Linked DNA regions of Rattus norvegicus: region 1 is linked to region 2. Evidence: chromatin contacts called from public Hi-C data. All regions are on one chromosome and are shown on one strand. Each heading gives the region's core, a stretch centred on a gene start, on an enhancer-like site or on the middle of the called end of the contact. The rest is flanking DNA. Distances are from core to core; before and after follow the strand shown. Region 1 holds the start of Hmga2 (high mobility group AT-hook 2). Region 2 has its middle 83 kb from the start of Llph.

The links. Hi-C and Micro-C count contacts between places; a contact is called where the count stands out from the background.
Region 1: a Hi-C map of Schwann cells shows a contact between it and region 2, with 8 times the contacts expected there. The contact joins the promoter of Hmga2 here to the enhancer-like site in region 2. A contact is called at or near these places in 3 of 12 Hi-C or Micro-C datasets (the A7r5 cell line, the Rat2 cell line and Schwann cells).

The regions. Positions count from the first base shown.
Region 1 is chr7:57,878,291-57,882,973 of GRCr8, reverse strand. It overlaps Hmga2 (high mobility group AT-hook 2), which reads left to right and starts at 2,633. Exons shown (of 5, transcript NM_032070.2): 1 at 2,633-3,158. The coding sequence starts at 3,048.
Region 2 is chr7:57,702,650-57,707,583 of GRCr8, reverse strand. No RefSeq gene overlaps it. Among named protein-coding and RNA genes, the nearest start is that of Llph, 83 kb to the right of the region's middle. Within about 2 kb of position 3,388, at least 1 of the 93 cell types and tissues checked has an H3K27ac peak or open chromatin away from gene starts, as enhancers often do.

The DNA of each region.
Region 1 (4,683 bases), core at 1,384-3,883, 180 kb before region 2:
TTAGATTCTAGGTTAATGCAAAACAACAACAATGACAACAAAAAACCCAAAGCAAAACCTAAAACCAACACACACACACACACACACACACACACACACACACACACACACACTAGCCACACAACAACCAGTTCAAAGCTCGCCAGTGCCATCTCACCCCACCCGGGGTGGGAATCTCTTGCTAGCATTTGTGCTTTAAACAAACAAACAAACAAAGATCCAGGGAGATAATGTGATTCTCAGCATAAAATTAGCTGACTGAAATCCTGGGTGACTGTTGCTTAAATCCATCCCCTAAAACTTTGCCTGTCCTTCTGGCAAATCGTAACCAAACAAAAATCAAAACAGAAGCCTATATTATGCATGTATGTAAAATGCACGCATCAAAAAGTAAGTGCAATCACACACACACACACACACACACACACACACACACACACACACAGAGGAAACGTGCAAACTCCTCGGCTAGGAAATGTCAGTGCACTCGTGAGAAGGTGAAATTTCAGCCCCTTTGATGAAGATACCATCTTTCACCCAAGCCCTGACAAAACCTTGGGTTCCTGTTAGACCCCTCCCTCGTCATTCAGTTGCTGGGCTCCATCTGGAGGTATGGGGGGCTCTTCCTCTCCATCAGAGCTAAGCGTTCCCAGACTCAACGCCAGCCCTGGGTTCCTGCAGAGCACTCAATGTGAAGTGTCCCAACTCTGCAGAGGGCAGCTGGAAAGGGATTTAAAACGGCAACGTTGACCAATCAGCACGGTCGCGCCCAAGCCGACATTTATACGTGCCTCAAGTACAGCGGAACCTAGCAGAGACTAGATCCTGGGTTTAGGGCTGTAAAGAAGGCGTTTTTATTCCAGGGTGGTCTATATCTTTGTAAGAAAAAAAATTCTTCACCGAGTGAACATTTTTATTTTGGAGTCAGTCCAACACAATTTTGGGTGTGATGTGTGAAAATCTGACCCTAAGATTTTCCTTTTCTTCCCCTTTCAGTTTTGTGTTATTCAAGGATGAAAAAGAGGTACATTTTAGAACGTTCTACGACTTTCAAAATCCGACTGTGGTCACGATGGTGCTCGCATAACTTAGAAACAGCCCAGACTATAAAATTAGGATTTGGCAGAAAGGAATTCTGAGGGAGAGGGTTAAAATAAAGGTAAACTTCAGGAAGAGCTAGGCAATTGGTGCGGAGGAGGGGTAAGGAATCTGTAATATTTTTTATACTCTATAGGCGTTCGAACATGGGTGCACAGCGTCTGCTCCAGTAGTCAGTCCCGGAGGGGAAAAAAGCTCCACGAAGAAGCTGGCACGCTCGATGTTCCTGTGTACGGTGTGCAAATGTGTGCATTTATTGAGAATGTAATTGCTGGCACCATCGTGTGCCTGGAAGTGTGGATGGGCAGGAGTTTTCGTGCGTGTTTACCAGTGAAGTGTGTGTGCGCGCACACGTGCATCTGCGTGCAAGCATGTCTGCGGTCACACCCGTGGGCGCGTGTATCTTCGTGCACGCTGTGTTTGTGCGCCGGCCCGTGCGCTCTGGGGTGAGGGCTCTTCTCAGTGGAGCAGAGTCGGGGATGGGGGGTGGGGTGGCGCTCCGACTCCTTGGCCACCCATTCCCCGGGGCTGAAATACTAGACAGCGGCGATTGACCCTGAATGCTTCTGGAAACTTCGGGCACGGCTCGGTGGAAGCGCAGGTAGAGGCCAAGCTTCCTAGGGTAACTCTGAGATGGTCATTTTCTCTTTCCTTCCTAGGACAACCGCCCAGGGGTGGCCTCCGGCGGCGAGTCTAAGCCCTGTCTCTTTAACCCCACTGCAGGCGGGAGCATGTGAGCCAGGGCTCCGGGTGGCACCCGGGCGCCTCCGCCGCCTCCGCCGCTGCCCAGGCAGTTGTGTTTCGAACGTTGCCTCTGGCCGGCGGCCAGGCGCCTCGGCTCGGCGGTCCGCCTGGCCTGGCCTGCCCCCTCCCCTTGCTTCTCCTGCAGCCCCCTCCCCTTTATCCACCCACGATCAGAGGTGGGCACTCCCCACTCCCGCCACCTCCTCCGCAAGTGCAAGCGCGCGTACACACACTCACACACATACACACACACCCGCGCGCGAGCACACGCACACACTCATCCCCCTTGGATCCGGGGCAGTAACTCAGAAAACTTGCATCCCGGGCTGGGCGCTCCGGGTGCAGAACGCAGAGGCCAGCAGCTTGTCCCTCTGCGTCTCGGCAGGGCCGCCGCCGCCGCCTGACCCCGCCACCCGAGGAGGCGCGGTGCCACCCACTGCTCTGTTCCTTGCTGGAGTAGAGCTGAGTGCCCCACTGGATCCCGGCAGAACCTTCCCACTCTCTCCTTGCTTTCTGACCGCACAGTCTCTGTTTCTGTCTCGTTCTGTCTCTTTGTCTCTGTCTCCCCGTCTGTCTTCTCTCTGTGTTTTTCTGTCTCTGTCCCTCTCCCTGTGTCTCTCCGTGTCTCTGTCTCCCTCCCCCCTCCTTTCTTCTCTCCCTCCCTCTCCCTCTCTCCCTCTGGGGTGGGGGAGAGGAGGAGGAATTCTTTCCCCGCCTAACATTTCAAGGGACACAATTCACTCCAAGTCTCTTCCCATTCCAAGCCGCTGCCGAGCGTCCCAGTACCCACAACTCCCGAGCCGTAGCGGAGAGAGGAACCCTCTCCACCTCCAACTCTCCCTCTCCCTCGCTTCCCGCCTCCTCTCGCTACCTCCACCTCCACCTCCACCTCCGCCACCCACCGCCCGCAGCGCCTCCTCCTTTCCTCCTCCTTTCCTCCTCCTCTCCTCCTCCTCCACTCTTCCTCCCTCCCCTCTCTCTTTTTGGCAGCTGCTGGACGTCCGGTGTTGGTGGTGGCAGCGGCGGCAGCCTAAGCAGCAGCAGCCCCCAGCGCGCGCCAGCTCGCCCGCTCTCGCCGCCCCTGCCCTCTCCAGCTCTCTCCATCCCGTCTCCCGAAAGGTGTTGGGCGGATCCGAGGCAGCGGAGGCCGAGCGGCTGCAGCGGCGGTACCGGCGGAGGCAGCGGTAGCGGCGGCGGGAGGCAGGATGAGCGCACGCGGTGAGGGCGCCGGGCAGCCGTCCACATCAGCCCAGGGACAACCTGCCACCCCGGCGCCACAGAAGCGAGGACGCGGCCGACCCAGGAAGCAGCCGCAAGTCAGTACGCCGGCGCGGAGGGGCCACTCAGCCCACCCGCGACGCCTCTGCCCCGGGGCCCCGCGACACGCCGGGCGACCGGAGCGCGGGAGCGCAGCGGCCACGGCGGCGCAAGCTAGCCCGCCCGCCACCCGGGTGTAGGTGGGCGGGAGACTGAGTCCCCCTGGCGAGTGAGCAGAGCAGTCTTCCCATGTCCCCGCGCAGTCTTCCCTTGTCCCCGCGCCCCAAGGCTCCAGGAGCTGGGGGTCCCGCGGCTCGCTGCAGCCACCGGGCGGGAGGTAGGGTCGCGCGAGGCGTGGACCGGGACTTTCGCTATTGTGAGCAGTCCTGGAGCGGCGCGGCGTGGCTGGGGGGACAACGAGCCTCTGGGGTCCCACGGATTAAAAGCGTCGCTTTGTCAGCCGCTTTTGGCGACCGGGCGACTGGGGCGTTCAGGAGGGTCAGGACGCGGCGAGTCGGAGGCTCTGAGTCCCGCGGCTTCCTCCAGCTTCTCGGGGCCGCCGTTCCGCAGGAGGCTGGTGCGCCTCGGCTGTCTCCTCGGTGCCCTCCCCACACTCCATGGCCCAAGGCTCGCGCCCTCCCGACAAAGAACGCGTGCGGAGCCTACTGCCCTCCGGTTGCTCCTCGGGATCTTTAAAAGCCCGCCGAGCTGCTGAAGCCTTCCGGGCTGGCGGGGAAGGGGAGCCCGGGGGATCCCAGGCCCCCGCGGGCCCGGGAAACGCGCTTCGCCCAGGGAGCTTTGGAAGGAGAGTGCACAGTAGCTAGGGTCGCTTCCCGCCAGGAGCCGGGTCCCCCGTTGGCTCCTTGATCCCGCGCCTCTGAGCAGCCTAAGTTTTAGCGTCCTCCTTGGCGAGTGGCTGGGGGCTGGGAAGGGATGGTCGAGGGGCACCCAGGACCCCGCGGAATGGAGGGTTTTGTCTGCGGATGCAACTAATTAAGCGTGCAGCCGGCTATTGCAGAGCTGTGCGTTGCGCTCAGGGCCGGGGGCGGGCGGGCGGGCGGGCGGGGGTTGGGGCGTCCGTAGTAATTTCCAAGCCTAGGGACGCGTCTATTGAGAACAGTTAAACTCCCTTCCCGGCCTTAAAAAAAAAAAATCTCATTTCTAATTTTGCTTTAAATCGCCTCCCTCGAGCGGATTAGAAAATAATCCTAAAGTCCCAAATTGCCCCCAAAGCGCTAGGTGGGAAATCGAAGAATGTTTGCTGGTGTGTTTTAGGAAAATGAGGAGTGTACCTTTTGGAAAACATCAAAGGAAACAAACTAATCTAGAGGCCTCCGAGTTTTCCCGCTCTGCCCTTAGCGACACTTTACAGTGCATTTGGATCCTGTTTTACACCTCCCAGGAAGTCTCCGCTCTACCCCCTTGCTCCCCACCAGCCACCCAGGTTTTCTGAATTCTACTAATCGTACCCCCTCCCCCAAAGTCTAAAGGAAAACGCAATGGGATCCGGAGGTGGCTGGGAGTTTTTACCTTTGAGTTAAGGCCGAGTTCACAAAGAAAAATGTGTTTCCGATGTGTTTGCTC
Region 2 (4,934 bases), core at 2,139-4,638:
CAACCACATGGTGGCTCGAAACCATCTGTAAAGAGATCCAATGCCCTCTTCTGGTGTATCTGAAGACAGCTACAGTGTACCTATATATAATAAATGAAATCTCTTTTTAAAGTTTCAATACAAAGCAGCAGCAAAATAACTTTATGGTGGGGGGGTCACACATCATGAGGAACTGTATTAGAAGGTCACAGCATCAGGATCTTTGAGAACCATTTCTGTGGAGTCTTTCTCCCAAAAGGAAGCCATTAAGCCATTAAGCACAAAAGTGGGAGTTGGCTCTGAGAGACTTTTCTCACCATTGAGCAAATGATTTACTTTTGTCTGTTAAATCAAATAGTAAACATTAGAGGGACTTGTCCTGTTTTAGAGAAGGGGTTTTTTTTATGTCCTATTTTTCTAACAATATGTCTTTTTGTTATATTTCGCATAAGCATGACTGATTGGAAATTTTTTGCCCATATAGTTTGAAAGCCAGCAGTCTTAGCTATGAAGTGACCTGCAGACACAGATAACTGTATTATGAAGGAAATATGGAGTTACACACACACACATTCATACTTATATACATACACACATGCACCATGCGCGCAAACACACACACACACACGCACACACACACGTGCACACATCACAATGCTTATCTACCAGCCCTACACAAACAAAGCCCAAAGCTCAGGGAATCTATTTATCTATTTTCTCAGCCTTTCCAGATGTGCCAGCTAGGAGACTGCTCAGCTAGGTGCTCTCTGATTGAATGCTTAGAGCAAATGGCGTGTTGGATTGATTGCCTCCCTGCCCCCCCCCCACGCTTGCCTGCCCTCCCTGCCACCCTCCTTTTTTTTCCCCTGTTCTTTGTAAAGGCCATACCGCCCCCTCTTAAAGAGTTAAATCAAGAGGGAGCATTCACACTTATCAATAAAATATAGCTAGGCAAAAGAGAGAAAAAGAAACATGGAAGATACACAGAGAAAGGAAACTCTGGGGGTGGGGGGACACCAGAATACACTGGACACCGTGCCCACAACAAGCAAAAGAAATCCCCCTCATGAATCCCCTGCAGTTCATACTTCCTGGATGCTATTATTGATACATTTTCACCATCTAGAAAATGAATATTTTAAAATCAGAATTTTTGAAGACCTCTTCTTGATTGCTTAGCCCATGGAAATCCCAAGAAACGGCTGCTAAAAGCCACTCGTGAACATTCCTGTAGCTACGTTTGGCAAGAGGACTGGTGAGGCCTCACAACTGCCACACACCCCCGATGAACAGGGTGTAACACAGGACTTACATTAGTCATAGAGACTTTCCCCAAGACTGTGAGCTGTGGGAGGTTAAAAACAGGACTCCCCCACTCCGCCCCCTGACTGACTGTATGTCCTCTGCCCAGGATGCCTCTCGACTGTGCTCAATACATTGCAGATTTGCTCTGCCTCACCTGTGTCTAATGTTAGACGCATCCATGGGAGTTGACGGCTTTTGTGTTTTATTTCACAATCAAGGGAACGTGCTTGCCTGGCTCACAGGGAAACAGAGAGATGGATCTGTGTGCCTTAAGCTCTGCAATCCATTTGTCTTCTTTGTCTGCTCCGAAGACCAAATTCCCCGGGTTGAGATTTTATACTACGGTTTTGTCTTCTGCACTATCCTCTTCCCCCCTCCATTATCTGCACCATGACTCACTCCCTTCGACCCACTCCCTTCCCTCACCCTCGTGGTCTTTGGCTCCAAATCAGAACAGCTTTCAAGGGCTAGAACCATGTTGCAAAGCTCCTGTGCTTCCTAAAGATGTTCCTTCTTTCCCCAGATTTTTCCTGGCTTCCTCCAGGTGGGGTTCTGACCACAGAAACTGAAGCTTGCCCCCACCCCAACCGTAGGAGTCTATATGAAGTATGGTACTCTTTGCCTGCTTCTCTGAAGCACGATAGTCTTACAAATGTCATTTCCCCTCTACTGTAAATCAAGGGACAGCTGTCTTTGGAATAAATTCCAAATAGTTGGTCTGGAAATGAACTTGGCAGTGGGTCCCTCCTCCATCCTGGCCGACATTTCCCCATTCATTACTTTTCCTCTTTCATCCATTCACTGTTTGATGAGTCTATAAATACACCTCATCTGCTTCTACTTTGCTTGTTAAGAATAAACCGATACCAAACACACTGCCTTAATTACATCCACCGGCAAAGCACCGCGAGTTAAAGTGTTGTCACAGCATAGTCTTAAAACTTGACGTTGTTAATTATGCCAGCTGAGATAAAACTGGGGAATGAGGGGGAAAAAATCTCAATTCGGATGCATGATTGAGTAATCCACCAGGAAAGACAGGTTTAACATGGATAGCTGAGAGTACCTAGGAACCCACTATGCAGAGGAAGGGGCCTGTGCCGGAGACTGATGTCAGGCAGGGTGGCGAAACAGGGGAGCATGGCCCCAATCCCTCTCTCTCATCACACCTCGGGAACCAGACTCGTCACTTTCTCCAAATTCAAGTCAGACTCAGAACGCTGTCCCCAGTGCGACCTTGAGTGTCCTCCTTGTGAGGCGGCTGCTGACACAGGAGGATCTGAATCACGAGCACAGAAGGAAGAGGCAGGCGGCTCTGACTCATTCCCGGAAAGCCTTAGTTTGGGAAAGCTCTACCTTTGGGATGCAGATGAGTCCTAAAGAAAGGACAAGTTATCATTCATATCTTGTTGCTAGAAAACTACTTCTTTAAAAGTTTTTGATTGACATAATAGGGTTCATAAGTTTGAGACAACAGAAGTCCACTGAAGACTGAATGTTTTGTAATTTTTAAAGAAAATTTTATTTGCCTAAATCATTTTCTCGAAAAACACATTCACAAACAAACACACACACACACACACACACACACACACACACACACACACACACACACACTGAGCAGCTGTTTGCATTCACCAAAGACTTCAAACAGTGCAAATTTAAACCATTATTACATATGTTAAATAAATTACCCTCACCCATACTGCAATCATACTTTGCAACCCCAGCAAAGAATGCAGCTTCTGAGTCACTAACACACAACCATGAGATACACTGCTTCTAAAAACAAAAACAAAAAAAAATTTTTTTTTTTTTAAAGCTAATGGGGCATGGTGGTGCACACTCTAATCCCAGCAGGGGAAAAGCAGAGATGTGTGTGAGCTCCAGGCCGGTCCCCACCTCACAAACAAAAGCAAAATAAAACAAACAAAAACATCGCAGAAGTAGTCATGGTGCTGAAGAGACACTCTTGAAAAAGACTTGGGAAAGGAACATCTATTTTTGAGTAAGAAATAAAAGTCATCAGGAAACTCCCGGGACAGGAAATCATTAGAGAACTGTCGTTATCACACACAAAGAGGCACAAGGGAGGAGCAGTTAATACATATTGAGTCGTGTGTGAAAACTGATAAACATCAGAAAGATTTTAGGTGAGTTAAAAGAAGGTGAGACTTACAGATGGTCTCACAGCTAGGCAGCAAGATAAATCCAGGAAGGGTGATGACCAGATGTTTCACAGATTGTATAAGAACTATCCAAAATGAATTTGATTGGATGGTAAGAAAAGTTAACTGTGGCAAAGTACAAGAAATTATGGACCCTGCTTGTTGGTGGTTTGAAAATGCTTGGCCCAGGAAGTGGCGCTATTTGGAGATGTGGCCTTATTGGAGTAGGTGTGGCCTTGTCGGAGTGGGTGTGGCCTTGTTGGAGTGGATGTGGCCACGTTGGAGTGGGAGTATTCATGTTGGAGTGGGTGTGGTCTTGTTGGAGTAAGAGTGGCCTTTCTGGAGTTGGTATGGCCTTGTTGAAGGAAGTGTGTCACTGTGGGTGTGGGCTATAAGACCCTCATCCTAGCTACCTGGAAGCCAGCTTCTCCTGTTGGCCTTTGGAACAAGATGTTGAACTCTCAGCCCTCCTCCACCATGCCTGCCTGGATACTGCCATGCTCCTACCTTGATGATAATGGACTGAACCTCTGAAACTGTAAGATAGCCTCAATTAAATGTTGTCCTTATAAGAATTGACCTAGTCATGGTGTCTGTTCACAGCACTAAAACCTTAACTAAGACACTGCTGGAACCATTCTCCATTGGAAAGGTTTACTGGTGGCAACCGTGGAAGAGCTTACTCTAAGAACCATTCCCCTTCCTTGACAGAAAAGAGGAAAGTCAACATGCATGCTAAAGGATTTCAAATTCTGAGGAGTCCTGGACAGCACAAATGTGTTACTGGCTGTTTTCTTACATTTTATTCATTGAAAGAATCAGATACAAATTACACTCAGAGAAATACAGAGTCCTGGGTTGTCACGTGCATTTTCATCCCTGTCAAGGTAAGGGTGCTATGAGCTGCTTCTGTCACAAGCCACCATTTTGAATACCAGCTGATTAGCAAACACTTTGAGGGATCCCCTGATAGGATATTGCCAGTTAACACGTTGGCAGAAATGCCAGCAGATAGACAATTCTATGAGCTCACAAAATCATTTGGTTTCTCCTCTGGGCACATGAGAGAATGATACCCAATAGTCCTCTTGCTTTCAGATGGCATCTCATGACAACGGATGGCCAGTAGACACACATACATGCAGATACCTCCACCCTGGCCCTTAAAGTGGCAGATTCTCACTGTTTCTTTTTTTCTTGTTGCTTCACAGCTATCAAGAGAACAGATCCAACATAAGCCTGCAGGGAGGCTGCAGACCATTGCAGAGCCACTGGGAGATCATAGGAAGCCCCCTGAATCCATCCTAATGAAGAGACTCAGGAGGTGGGGAAGATGGCTCAGTAGATAAAGATGCCAGGCACCAAGGCTAACAATCTGAGTTTGATGCCCAGGCCCTACATGATAGAAAGAGCAGGCTCCTACAGGTTGTCCTCTGACCTGTGCACTGTTACAAGTCCAGTCGTAGTCTTCCTTCCCACCCC